Linked DNA regions of Mus musculus: region 1 is linked to region 2. Evidence: chromatin contacts called from public promoter capture Hi-C data. All regions are on one chromosome and are shown on one strand. The core of a region is the stretch at or near the end of the contact, and the rest is flanking DNA. Distances in the headings are between cores, read along the strand shown. Region 1 holds the start of Cnbp (cellular nucleic acid binding protein). Region 2 holds the start of 1600020E01Rik (RIKEN cDNA 1600020E01 gene).

Region 1 (6,431 bases), core at 1,448-3,947, 1.3 Mb before region 2:
TCCTTAGCCACATACTTTCCAAGTAAAGTCACAGCAGTGTCCCTGCTGGCACAGAAAACATAAAGGAAAAGACCTATGTATCATCCTAGTCTGACAGCAGAATCTAAGGCATGTGCTATGCAGCTGGGCACTGAATGGGAAATGGAGAGTTGGCAAGTGTAGCTGCTCTACTGTGACCTGTTTTAAGGACTGAATCCTGCTGAGTCATAGCGCTGGTCCTCTCTTCAACATTCAGTACTTTCTTATGGCCCCTGCTAACCGGCAAGTTCTTCAAGAGCAAGGTCTAGAGGATAACTGAATACCTTTGTAACCCAGGTGACACTACGCACAATGCCTAACATTGAACAGGCATGGAGGATGGGTAAAACACATCCCAAGGGCAGAGACTAGAGCAGGAGTCTATTTCTTCAGCATCATTGACAGCTTAACTTAAAAAAATATACTTTATTTATATATTTTTGTATGTATACGCTTGTGTATATTTGGAAATGTGCTATCCCATGTGTATAGAGGTCAGAGGACAAGTTGGGGGCGGAGGAGCATCCATTCTTTCCTTCTCACATCTGGGTTCAGAGATCAAGCCCAGGCTGTGAAACCAGGCAGTGACAATGTTACTTGGTGAACCGTCTTGGTTGACCCACAGCTCAGCTTTTGGTAAAGCTGTTTTGTTTTGTTTTGTTTTTCTGCCTTATTTTTAAACATTTTGTGTGAAATGGGTGGACATATTCAGTAACTACAAGTTAACTTCCATTATAGATCTCCTTGCCAACTATCACAGTGCCTCATGGCCAGTCTGGTTCCATGAATAGTGATAATTAGAGAATGTTGGGCGCCAAGTGAAGAGTCATCAGTTGTCACACCACCACGCCCAGTTTCAAAGCAATTTTTAATATAAGAAACATTCCATCCCTGGGCCTAAAAGAAAGATCAAACAGTTTATGTGTGATTGTGCTTAAAATGGTAAATTAGGAACAAGTCAAAAAATTATTAATTTAGACTGGTATGATGTCATGCACCTTTAATTCTAGTAGAAAGAGGTAAAGGCAGGCAGATATCTTTGAGTTCGAGGCCAGGCAAGACTACATAGTGAGATCCTGTCTTAAAAGCAAAAAGCAGTTTAGGGTTCTCGTGTTTTGAAGCAGTAGGGGCTTCATATATAGCTTTGCCTTATACATACTCACTGCTAGAATTTATGAAGATGCTGCTTGTCTGCAGTTGCTTTATCTGCAACGCTCTGTGAGTTCAAGATCAGCATGGTCTATGAGTAGTGAGTTGCAGGATGGCCAGGGCCATGTAGAGACCCTGCCTCAAACAACGAGAACAACAACAAAGATTTATGTGTATGTGGCTGGGTATATTTATGTGCACCTCCTAAGTTAGAGGACATTAGATCCTCTGGACCTGGAGTTATATGTAGTTGTTAGTAGGATATAGGTGTTGGGAACTGAATTCTGGTTCTCTTCAATAGCAGCATGTGTTGTTGCTGGTGTTTTTTTTTTTTTTTTGTTTTTTGTTTTTGTTTTTTTTTGCTTATTTTGAGACTGGGTCTGACTATGGTTGAACATTTTGTTCTTCTGTTGAAATGGAATCTAGAGTCTTGTGCGAGACAAATGCTCTTCTAAACCATATCTACAGCCCAAAGGTCTTACTATGTAGCTATGGCTGACCTGGGACTTGTTATGTAGATTAGATGAACTTGGACTGACAAGAGATCCTACTGCCTCTACTTCTCAAGTGCAAGCGACTAAAGGTATGCACCACCACGCCTGGCTGCTCTCAACTTCTAAGTCATTTCTGCAGGCCCATGTGTAAGTTTAAAGAGTAAGTCGCTAGCGGAAACTAAAATCTAGACAAATTTTAGTACTTTTTAGAACTCAAGAGACTTGAGATTTCCAGATTCTTCATGTTTGTATTAAAAAAATCATTAAAACGGGACAGAGTTCTAGAATGCTTTAGTTTATATAGAAATTGTCTTCAGGGTGTGTGGTAACGCTAGGGAATCAAACCCAGGACTTACAGGAAAAATTTATCTTCTGCTTTGAGGACCTATGACTACACACACAATCTATTTTGGAGACACCATGAAATGCAAACGACGGTCACTCCTGAATGGGGCAGCCCAGGCAATAACTTTCTTGGCCTCCTCTCATCCACAAATCCTAGGGATGTCATTCATTATGGGTCACAAGAAGTGTTGTGACACAAATCACCTGTCACCATCTTCAACCTCATTAGGCATTTTCATTTGGGGCTATTGCAAGCCAGGGGCACTAGCAGCGCGCTGTCGGTTTATACCCAGGAAACACAAAACCCAAACGCATCTCATGGACCGTAACGGTAGCCACAGCCGCTTCTATGATCAGGCCACTAAGACCTTCCCCCAAACCTAAGTGTGTGTGTATTGGAACCTGGTCTGCTTCTGAGCCCCACCAGGCTTAGGGGAGGCCGGGCAGGGGGAGATTGGCTCCCGCAAGCTGCGACCACTGCCCGGATCAGCCCCGTAGGCTGGAGAGAACCAGCAAAGGTTCGAGGGACGAACTGCTAGTAGGAAAGCAGCGAACCACTCATCGTAGACACGGAACCCAGGTACGGGCGGGAAGGCCGCGAGCGCTGCGGGCCGGAAGAGGCTGGGCGTGGAGCAGTCCGCCCCGCCCCTGCCGCCCTCGCGCGAGGCCGCGCTCCCAGCGGGCGATTCTGATTGGCTGGCCTGGCTTCCTGCGCTGATTGGATCCGTGGGCGAGGCGGAGGAGAGCCGTGCGCAGCGGCGTGTGTGGGGCCGTGTGCAGACCCGCGTGTGGCGCAGGCAAGGACCCTGAAAATAAACAGCCGCTGCTTTGCGAGTCGCCTTCTTGGTTCTTCGTCCGAGTCTCCTCCGCTGTGGGCAGCTCAGACGCCGAAGGTGAGAGGCGAGGGTGTAGCCTGCGCAACGGAGGTGGCGGGGTTGGTGCGGCCGAGACGGACGGAGGGCCGGAACTGCGAGGCGCGATGGCGGCCGCACCTCGGCCTGCGCCCTGCTGCGTCAGGCGCGGGGCTCGGCCCGAGCGGCGTCTCGGCTCCAGTTTCTGGCCCGCCGTACTGTGGCGGGCGTCCTGTCCGTCCTGCGGCGCTGGCACTAGGGCTGGAGCGTGGGGCCCTCTCTTGGCCCCGAGGGCCACGCAGGCCTCATCCGTGTGGCGACGAGGCCCGGCGCCCTTGGGGCCGAGGCGAGGAGAGTCGCGCGCGGGCCTAGCGCCGAGGGCCAGTGTGGCGGGAACTCCTGGAACGGGGCGGTGTGGCGGGGGCGAGAGCCTGGTCGAGGTGGAGGTCCCCAGGCCGAGCGCCCGGTGGAGGCCTGGCGGGCCATGTGCCAGCGGCTGCGGGGCCTCAGGACCTGGCCTGTGACGAAGCCCGCGCACGCCGCTGTAAGGCTTGGGAGTCTGGATTCGGTTCTCTGTACTGGCGACCTTTATTCAAACTCCTGATTTCTTGTAGTTCGTATTCTTAAGCAGCTTATTCGACATCGTTAGTCAAAAGAAACCACCTTTCCCTGGATCGATGAGAGTCAAGTCTTAGGTCCCTCACCCCCCCCCCCCCTTTTTTTTTTTAATGGAGCGGGAACCGGGTGGATAGGACCCGTAGGTTGTCAGGCCTTTAAGGCCATCAGGGTGGCAGAAGTCCTTGCCAATATTTCTCGGATTAAATGGATATAAATTACAAGAAAGCCTCGGAAGTAGAGTTGGCAAAGATCAATCTAGATTTTTCATTACCGTGAAAACCTGTTTTAGGACGGTTTAATCGTTCTCACTTGGGTTTAGGTGTTGATTTTATAGGTGAAGCCTTTTGCCTGTTGCCACATGTCAAGCACATGGCCTCGGCCACCAGGCACTTTCAGAGGAAGTGACTACATCTGGGGTGGGGGTGGGGGTCTTGGAAAAGGAGACATTGCACAGCAATCGGCTGGTTAGGTTTTTGCAATATTCTTGAAGACACAAAATAGACAAGAAACCACGACACTCAATCTGACTGCATTAAAGTAAAAGGGAATTAAGTTATATCCCCAATTTACCCCCAGATGTAGTTTTATGTGATAAAAATTACCATTTCCTGTTGCTTGACCCAATTCTGGAGAGACTTATGACAATGGATTAATTTTAAATTTGCAAATTTGTTAGCCATTTGCTCCTAGTATATATTGAATTTAAGATTTTGAAAGTTTTAAAAAAAGATACATAAACTGTGATCCTTATCACTTTATTCTTTAAGTCTGAAAAACTGAAAGTTACTTTGGTTAAAATTCAAGCTTATCAAATTGTAACCCGCATAGTCCTAGGTGCTTTTTTTTTTCTTTTAAAGCTTAAGTTTGCTGCTTGTCTACAAGGAACTCTTTGTATGCTGGACTATAAAAGGAATAATTTATTGGAATCCCAAGGGCTGAATTAAGGGCTTAATTTTTCCCTCAAATTACAACTCGTAACAAGTTTTTAAAACTCTTAACAGTACGATATCTGGCTATTTACCTCCTACTTCACATTAGGAAATTATTGTATTTGGATTATTTTCATATTAATACCAAGAGGTAAATTATTTCAAAGAGATGTGCAGTTTGTAAAATGTTTTAAGCCAAGTCAGCTGAAGACCAAGGGCTTATATTCTGGCAGTTGAACAACTGCAAATGTTAAGATTTTGTAATGATGTATGGCTTTTTACCTTTTAGACCTAAAAACATATAGTGAATAAGGCACTGCTGGAGTGATTGTTAGGTGAATGCATTTCCAGAGAGATTTTGCCTCCCTCTACTCCCTCCTGACAGTAAGTTGAGAACCAGAGTACTAACACCAAGCAAGGCACCCTGGCTGACTATGTGGAGAATGCTCTTTTCCACACTGCCTCACTTAATAGGGCTCTTGTTTTGGCACTGTCTAACTTCAGGTTGCTAAATACTTGGGATAATAAAGTGAACTTATGGCCTCATGCAAATAGGAAGGCTTTGCACATTATGAATACAAGCCAGGTGTGGTGATAAAGGCCTATTCCATCCCAGTACTTGGGGAGGATGGACAGGATTGCAAATACATTTGAAGCCTGCCTAGGCTACAGAATAAACTTGTTTTAAAAGGGCAGGAAAATCCAGGAGTGGTGACACACTCATTTAATACCAGAACTGAGGCCCATCTCTTAAATTTGAGGACTGCCTCCTATGTCCAAACCCAGAACACTCCTTTTCACTGCTGTTAGACAACAGATGTGTGTTCTCTTCCTCTTGCTAGTATCTTAGCAGTATAAAAAGATCCCAGAATCATGGTTAAGTTCAGGTTAGCCAGTTAACTTGGCTACCCATTTGTTATATCACCTCAAAGATACAGGGCCCTCACCACCAACTATGATGTGTGTTGAGCTAACTTTACTATTTCATCTGGCCTTCTTAACACAGTGATTTATATCCATTTTTATCCTCTAGACCCTTAAGTTCTATTTCCCAAGCAAAGGGTTATCCTTGCCTTATCACAGTTGTTATACTGAGACCACAGGGCAGTTCTTGCCCTCTGAACATACATCTATGCTCCAATAAATTGGCATGGCACCACAATACCACACTCTGTTGTTGTAACAAACTAGATATAATAAAAAGCAAGATACAGTCTGTTACCTGATTCTGGCCACCATGATGAAAAATAAGAGTACCAACCATAAGAAAACTGTTTTACCCTATAATTCACTACTCTGACCTTGGTTAATTTTATCTGTATCTGCATGTCCTGACTACCTGTGCAAAGGCTTAATAGCTGAGTATCTACTATGTCAGCCATAATTACATAGTCTACTATCTTAACCACTCTTCAAGTTATGTATCCTTATTCCCTTTTAACAAGGAAACAGGGTGGCTGGGTTTGGTGGCACATTCATTTAACCCCAGCACTAGGGAGGCAGAGGCAGGCTGAATTCAAGGCCAACCTGGTCTAGACTTCCAAGACAGAGTGCTACAAAGAGAATCCTGTCTCGGAAAAAAAAAAAAAACAATAATAAACAGAACAACAACAAATCTGAGAACAAGTGACTTACCTATTAAAGCCATACAGGTAGAACCTCGTACTGACAAGATGTCAACAGTTTGCCTCTAAATTCACTAAGGCTAGCTAAGTGATAAAGGAGAATACACACATACATGCTGCTTCTTATATGTAATTTAAACCTCAATGCAGAAAGTATCTATTCGTTTAGATAAACCAAATAAAAACTACAATAGGTGAGACACTGGAATCATTTTTAATTTATTTCTTCTACCTTCCCCAACTCTTTTTGGAATAGAGTCATATGCAGCCTATGTTGCACCTGCCACTGAGCCCGATAATACTGCCTTTTACATTTTCTTTCTTTTAAGGTTGTGTGTGTGTCTGTGTCTGTCTGTGCCTATGTCCTAGAGATGGAACCCAGGGCTTCAAGAATGCTAGGCC
Region 2 (6,700 bases), core at 844-3,343:
GCTATCCACTACCTACATCGGAGTACAAGCTGAGCCTGGTCTATAGACTAAGTTCCAAGACAGCCCCAGGGCTGTTACACAGAGAAACTCTTTCTTGAAAAACAACAACAACAAAAAAACCCCCAAGTCTTCTTTTGCTTGCCATGTGTGGTGCTACACATCTTTATTCCCAGAACTTTGGAGAGGCAGAGACAGACAGATGAATCGCTCGGAGTTCAAAGCCAGCCTGGTCTGCAAAAGAAGTTCCAGGCTAGCCAGGGCTACATGGCGATACCCTGTCTTAAAACAAGACAACAAAAACCCAACCTAATTTTTAAATGTGAGCCTAATAAATAGCTATTTGCAGACTTCAGTACATGATTTTAGGAATTATGGGTAGAAATAGCTGACCTAATTGGGAGCTTGAGTCTATTCCTGAGAAGTACCCTCACCTTCTAGACCAGGTGAGTTTAATAAATTTAAACATACCTAACTATACACTCATTTCCATGAGTATTTAACAAATTTAAATGAAGGTTATAACCTCTCTGTAATTATAATTCCATACCACATGCATCTGTGCTGCTTTTACGAAAAAAGCTGATTTATGACCTACATTGAACTTAATTGAATACACTGAATAGTGAAGGCCGCATGGTTTGAGGAGTCACAAGTTATGATTTATCTAATATTCCTCCATGCTCTGTCAATATTTAAAGAGAAATAGATGATTGGAACCAGGTAAAGTAACTTATTTTATCTGCTTAAAGGACTGGGATGGAGAAACCAGAAATCCATCCACAAGCAACTGAGGAAAGCAAGTCTCTAGGGAACTGCTCGCTTGCTCCCTTGGAGCCAGGTGGAGGGAAATGGGCCTCAGATGAGGCCAGATGAACAGATACTGAACTTTTGGGCAAGCCTGAATCACATCCTCTTCCTGTCCTCATCCAGAGGCTTTGTAAAATAATATTTGAGCCTAAACAAATGTCACTAACACCAGGAATAAGTGAAGGCACGGAACATACAAACAGGTGCGGGGCGGGGGGGGGGGGGGGGGGGGGGGGGGTTCTGAGTGGCTCCTTTAGAAATGACAAGTTCACACAAGTCAGTTCTTTTCTTTCTCTTTTTTTTTTTGAAACAGGGTATCACTTTGTAGCCCCAGCTGGCCTCAAATTCTCAAAGATCTACCTGTTTCTGTTTCCCCAGTGATGGGATTAAAGGTGTTTCCTACCATGCCCTCAACATGCCAGTGGTGGCACATCCTGTCATTCCAGTGTTTGTGAAGTGAGACAGGAGGATCCAGAGCTCAGTGCCTCTGCACTGAAAAAAAAAAACCACACACACAAAACTGTGGCGTAGTGGTAGACAGCTTGGCTAAAAAGTTAGAGATCCTATGTCTGATAACCAGCTCAGCAAAATTAAATTCTAAAACTCTGATTCAAATAAAAAAATCTGCAAAAGGTGCTCACCAGTAGAGAAATCAGAAGATATAGGTTCCATCCTGTGTAACCTTGGGTCATTCACTTCATTCATCTCTCTGGGATTGTCTTGCTCTGTTGGGGAAAAGAAAGAGAAATAAATACCCACTTCATGGAATTTTCAATTAAAAAAAATATATATTGCATGGGATAAAATGTTTAGAATGGAATCTGCTGTGGCACACCCACACCCACAATCTGTTCCTCTTGACTGTAAAGGTGGAAAAGTGGACATAACTGTGAACTTTAGGATCACTGGACAGTTGAATAGTGAGACATTGCCATTCTATGGCTTATTAGGCATAACAATCTTAAATCAGTTACAGCACCACCTGTACAACATCTAGAAAAAAACTAGAAATTTTTTCTAGATGCTTGGGTACTTGGTTACATACTGTGCACACACGCGCGCACGCACACACACAGGCACACACCTGCCTGCCATTACTCAGTTTTTTAAAAATCCCGTGTCAGGCCTGCATTTTATTTATTCTCCTGCCCACCAAGGGAATTAACTTTCTTCCAAAAGCACCTCTTGCTGTTTCATCCTATGGGAAATTCTGAGACTGATGAAAGGCACATTCTAGAGCTTTCAGACCCGGCCCAATTTTTCGATGGCGACACGTGTCGCCATTTTGTTGGGAAACATGGCCGCCAGCCCTCCCCGCTCGGGGGTGGGGTGGCGGTGGGGTGAGGAACGCCACGCTGGTCCTTTCGGCCAAGTATTAAACAACACGTTCCTTCACACGACCTCCTCCAGGCTGACTATGGCGGCGGCACGAGGAGCCGGCAAAGAAAGCACAAGGCGCTCTCCAGCGTCTCGAGGGCCATTTCCCGGCGGGAGGCCTCGGTCAGGGCGACCTCCCAAGATGGCGGCGGCGCCCAGGCTTGGCCGCCTCCCGAAAGCGTGGTCCAGGCGGCGGGCGAGCCAGCGCGGACATGCGGGGGGCCATGCCGGCACGCCGTCAGTGCGCACCGCTCCTCTAAGGTCTCGGGAACTATCGTGGGACATAAAACACGAGGGCAGGAGGTAGCGCCTCCGAGGGCTTCCCTAACCGGAGCCGACCAAGTGCAAACAAAGCATTATGTAAGTGGACGCCATTCCAGCGGCCCCCGTTCCTAACGCCACTAGCCCGAGCGGCACTCGCCGGGGCGGGTGACTCTCGCTCGAGTCTCTCTGCGTCGCGGACGCAGCCGCCGGACGGAGGCCAAGGTGGGGGCTGGGACCAGGCGCCCGGACGCCGGGGACGAAGGGGCCCCACGTGCCCAGCAGAGCGCGTGCACAGCCGCCGGGCCGCGCCTCGCCTCGCCGCCCCTCCCCCCACGGAAGCCAACGCGGGCCGCTCGCGCCCCCCCTCGCTGCCGCGCATGCGCCCTGGTCCCCTCCCGCGCACGTTTTCGACCCGCGGCGGCCTAGCTCCCGCCTGCAGCGGCCTCCGCCGATGCCTGTATCGCTCCGCCATCGAATCCTTGGGCGGACCGGGAAACAATTATCTGTCCCCGGCACAAAACCAGTATATTTTCCCAGTCCCCTGCCGGAGCCGCTAGGGTTAACAAAACACGTGCTCCCTCTCAATCTCTGCCGGGTCCCCAGTTTTGCCCACGTTGTCCGTTTTCAACCCGACGGCGGTGCCACCGGGTTATTTTTCTCAAGGGTCGCGCGCGCTGGCGCAGTCTTGTGACCTAAAAAAGCCGGTCCTCTTTTTTTTCTCCTAGGGGTCCTGCGCGGAAAGCACTTCCGGGGTCAGAGGGTACGCGGGGTTGAAAGCGGGCTTCCCGCCCCGCCCAGACCGCCGAGGCTGCCGCCGGAGTCGCCACCGCCGCGCCCTCGCCCACCCGCCCGTCGACCGCTCCCGGTCCCGCTCGCCCCCGTCGCCGCCGCCGCCAGTCCTGCGACGCCGCCGCGGCCTCCCGCCCGCGCCCGCCCGCTCCTGCGGCCCCCCGCTCGCCTCGCGCCGGCAGTTCGGGCCTACTCCTCCCCTCCCCCGCCAGCCGCCCAGGACTTGACCACGTAACGAGCCCAACTCCCGAACGCCGCCCGCCGCTCGCCATGGACGCCGGTGTGACTGAAAGCGGACTCAACGTGACTCTCACCATTCGGCTGCTGATGCACGGAAAGGAAGTAGGCAGCATCATCGGGAAGAAAGGGGAGTCGGTGAAGAGGATCCGCGAGGAGAGCGGCGCGCGGATCAACATCTCGGAGGGGAACTGCCCGGAGAGGATCATCACGCTGACTGGGCCTACCAATGCCATCTTTAAGGCCTTCGCCATGATCATCGACAAGCTGGAGGAAGATATCAACAGCTCCATGACCAACAGTACGGCGGCCAGCAGGCCCCCGGTCACACTTCGGCTGGTCGTGCCCGCCACCCAGTGTGGCTCCCTGATCGGCAAGGGCGGCTGCAAGATCAAGGAGATCCGCGAGAGCACCGGGGCCCAGGTCCAGGTGGCGGGGGATATGCTGCCCAACTCGACCGAGCGGGCTATCACTATCGCCGGCGTGCCGCAGTCCGTCACCGAGTGTGTGAAGCAGATCTGCCTGGTCATGCTGGAGACGCTCTCCCAGTCTCCACAGGGGAGAGTCATGACCATCCCGTACCAGCCCATGCCGGCCAGCTCGCCAGTCATCTGCGCGGGCGGCCAAGATCGCTGCAGCGACGCGGCGGGCTACCCCCACGCCACCCACGACCTGGAGGGACCACCTCTAGACGCCTACTCGATTCAAGGACAACACACCATTTCTCCGCTGGATCTGGCCAAGCTGAACCAGGTGGCAAGACAACAGTCTCACTTTGCCATGATGCACGGCGGGACGGGATTCGCCGGAATTGACTCCAGCTCTCCAGAGGTGAAAGGCTATTGGGCAAGTTTGGATGCATCTACTCAAACCACCCATGAACTCACCATTCCAAATAACTTAATCGGCTGCATAATCGGGCGCCAAGGCGCCAACATCAATGAGATCCGCCAGATGTCCGGGGCCCAGATCAAAATTGCCAACCCGGTGGAAGGCTCTTCTGGAAGGCAGGTCACTATTACTGGCTCGGCTGCCAGTATTAGCCTGGCCCAGTATCTAATCAATGCCAGGCTTTCCTCTGAGAAGGGGATGGGGTGCAGCTAGAACAGCGTAGGTTCGCTCGTAACCCCCTTCCTGCTGTTTCCCATGATCCAACTGTGTAATTTCTGGTCGGTAATTCCAGGTTTTAAATAATTTGTAAGTGTTCAGTTTCTACACTTTATCATCCGCTAAGAATTTAAAGAAAAATCACATTCTCTGTTCAGCCGTTAATGCTGGGATCCATATTTAGTTTTATAAGCTTTTCCCTGTTTTTAGTTTCGTTTGGGTTTTTTTGGCTCATGGATTTTATTTTCTGTTTGTCGATAAGAAATGTAAGAGTGGAATGTTAATAAATTTCAGTTTAGTTCTGTAATGTCAAGAATTTAAGAATTAAACAAATGGATTGGTTAAAAATGCTTCGTATTTGAAAGCTGGGAATTCCTATCTTAAATTCTTCGGTTGCTGCTTTCTTTCCCTTCCCTGTTTTAAGTATGGGGTGCTTGGCGGCCAGGGGGAGAAGGGTGGCCCGCCCTTGTTCCTTGCAAGCTTTTCTTGCCTTATCGCTGAGATTCCCCTCCCTCTGCCCCAACAAAGGAACGGCAGGTTGGGCCTGCTTTGGGATGTTTACAAAAGATGGGTCTCTTCCTGGGAGTGACATATCCAACCTAGTTCCAGAGAGGCCTCTGCCTTTTTCTCTGGTGGAAGATACAGGTTTTTCTCGGGTGGAAAAACTGCCCGTTCAGCAGGACAGGGTGGATGGAGAGCGTCTAGCCCGTTGTCCGCTACCCCCATCCCGCGGGGCAAACTTGGCCAGGAACAATAAAATAATCTGTGGGAAGGCTTGTGGGGGTGGGGGGCAGGGACTAGGAGGAAGGGGAAGCACAAGGGGGGAAAGGAGGGCCACAGCTGCAAGGGGGGGGGGGATTGGAGGGCCTTGAGTCTGGGCTGACCCCAACAGAAGGACCACGTGGGGAGGGAGCCATGCACCTGTGGCAAGTAGCCCGTCAGAAGGTTACACCTGTCAAGCGAGGTGCCGGGAAACAAAGGGGTATTTTTGTGATTTTCCTCAGCTGTGTGCAATAGTTAATTACTGCAGGAAATAATCCTGCCTAAGTGGGACAGTCCTCCCAGGAATGTAGACCAGTCCAGGGTGTTCAAATGAGGATTCCTGAGTCCCACTACACACTGAACCAGAAAACTGCATCTTTAACACCCATTAGATCTCTTTGAGTTTTTCTTCAGCTTGAGAACGGCAGTGGCAATGCCTAGTAACCAAGTGCCCATCAGCTGAGTCTAGGCTGGACATAAGGGCATAAAGTGTTGACAAGCAGCACTAGACCCAACAAACAGTAAAACATTAGACAATTAGGTGCTAGAGTAGTGGGCAGTCAAACCCAGGCAAAGGAATCCCTGGTGGAGGGTGGAGTTATCCACAATAAACATTTGTTGTTTCTCTACAGAATGGGGGTTGGGGTGCAGGCCTCTTTCTGAGGTTCCTTGGTAATGAGATTTACATTCACTGCTATGTTGCTGAAGAGCCCAGGTTATCAAACAGACTTGGTTCTGCCTCGTGGCCTTAAGCAAAGCACTGAATACTGAAGGTCTTACAGGAGGAACACACTTCCTAAACTTGGGACAAAAAGTTTTAGAACGCAATAAACTAGATTGCAGAGGGCCTACTTCTAGGTGTTGCCTAGAATATACAGACTAAAAGATAGGGACAAACTGATGTCTACTAGCCAGGTGTGTGTATAATCCCAGCACTCAGCAAGCTGAGCTCTTGAGTTTGAGGCCCCTATATTTTGAGTTCCAGACCAGCCAGGGCTACATAGACCCTGCCTCAAAAAAAAAAAGTATATTTTTATTATAAAAAATATAAAAATTTGAAGCCAGCCAGGCTTACAGAGTGTGAGTTTAGAGATAGTTAGGCCAAAAAAAAAAAGAAAAAAGATACGTACTTATATTTGGCTAAGTGACAAGAGGGACATGAGTGAGGCCAGTGAGGACCTAGTACAGTGTCTTCTGGAAATTGAGCATTAATCAGAGCCAGTGGACAACAAACTTGAGTCCTCAAACACAGCCAGATAAGCTAGAGTGGCTGGAGTCCCTGGGAGAGAGAAGCAGCTCAACTGTACTAACAAGCACCCAAACTCAGGCGAGCCCTCCTCACCACATGCCTAGTAAT

The links. Capture Hi-C pulls out chosen DNA fragments and counts their contacts.
Region 1: a contact with region 2 is called in a promoter capture Hi-C map of liver, with 2.6 times the contacts expected there. The contact joins the promoter of Cnbp here to the promoter of 1600020E01Rik in region 2. A contact is called at or near these places in 1 of 39 promoter capture datasets (the C10 cell line), 1 of 484 Hi-C or Micro-C datasets (CD4 T cells), 1 of 115 datasets of contacts at active chromatin or transcription factors (astrocytes) and 3 of 9 other capture datasets (adipose tissue, liver and macrophages).

Annotation. Positions count from the first base shown.
Region 1 is chr6:87,847,372-87,853,802 of GRCm38.p6, reverse strand. Cnbp (cellular nucleic acid binding protein) reads left to right here and starts at 2,697. Exons shown (of 5, transcript NM_001347325.1): 1 at 2,697-2,899. It overlaps Gm44064 (WAS/WASL-interacting protein family member 2), which reads right to left and starts at 4,301. Exons shown (of 2, transcript XM_030255689.1): 1 at 4,296-4,301; 2 at 1,490-3,443. The coding sequence starts at 4,301. The coding sequence ends at 2,565.
Region 2 is chr6:86,522,723-86,529,422 of GRCm38.p6, reverse strand. 1600020E01Rik (RIKEN cDNA 1600020E01 gene) reads right to left here and starts at 2,093. Exons shown (of 5, transcript NR_037960.1): 1 at 1,990-2,093; 2 at 1,449-1,532. It overlaps Pcbp1 (poly(rC) binding protein 1), which reads left to right and starts at 3,234. Exons shown (of 1, transcript NM_011865.4): 1 at 3,234-4,943. The coding sequence starts at 3,508. The coding sequence ends at 4,578. Gm38676 (a long non-coding RNA gene) reads right to left here and starts at 659. Exons shown (of 2, transcript XR_869219.1): 1 at 17-659.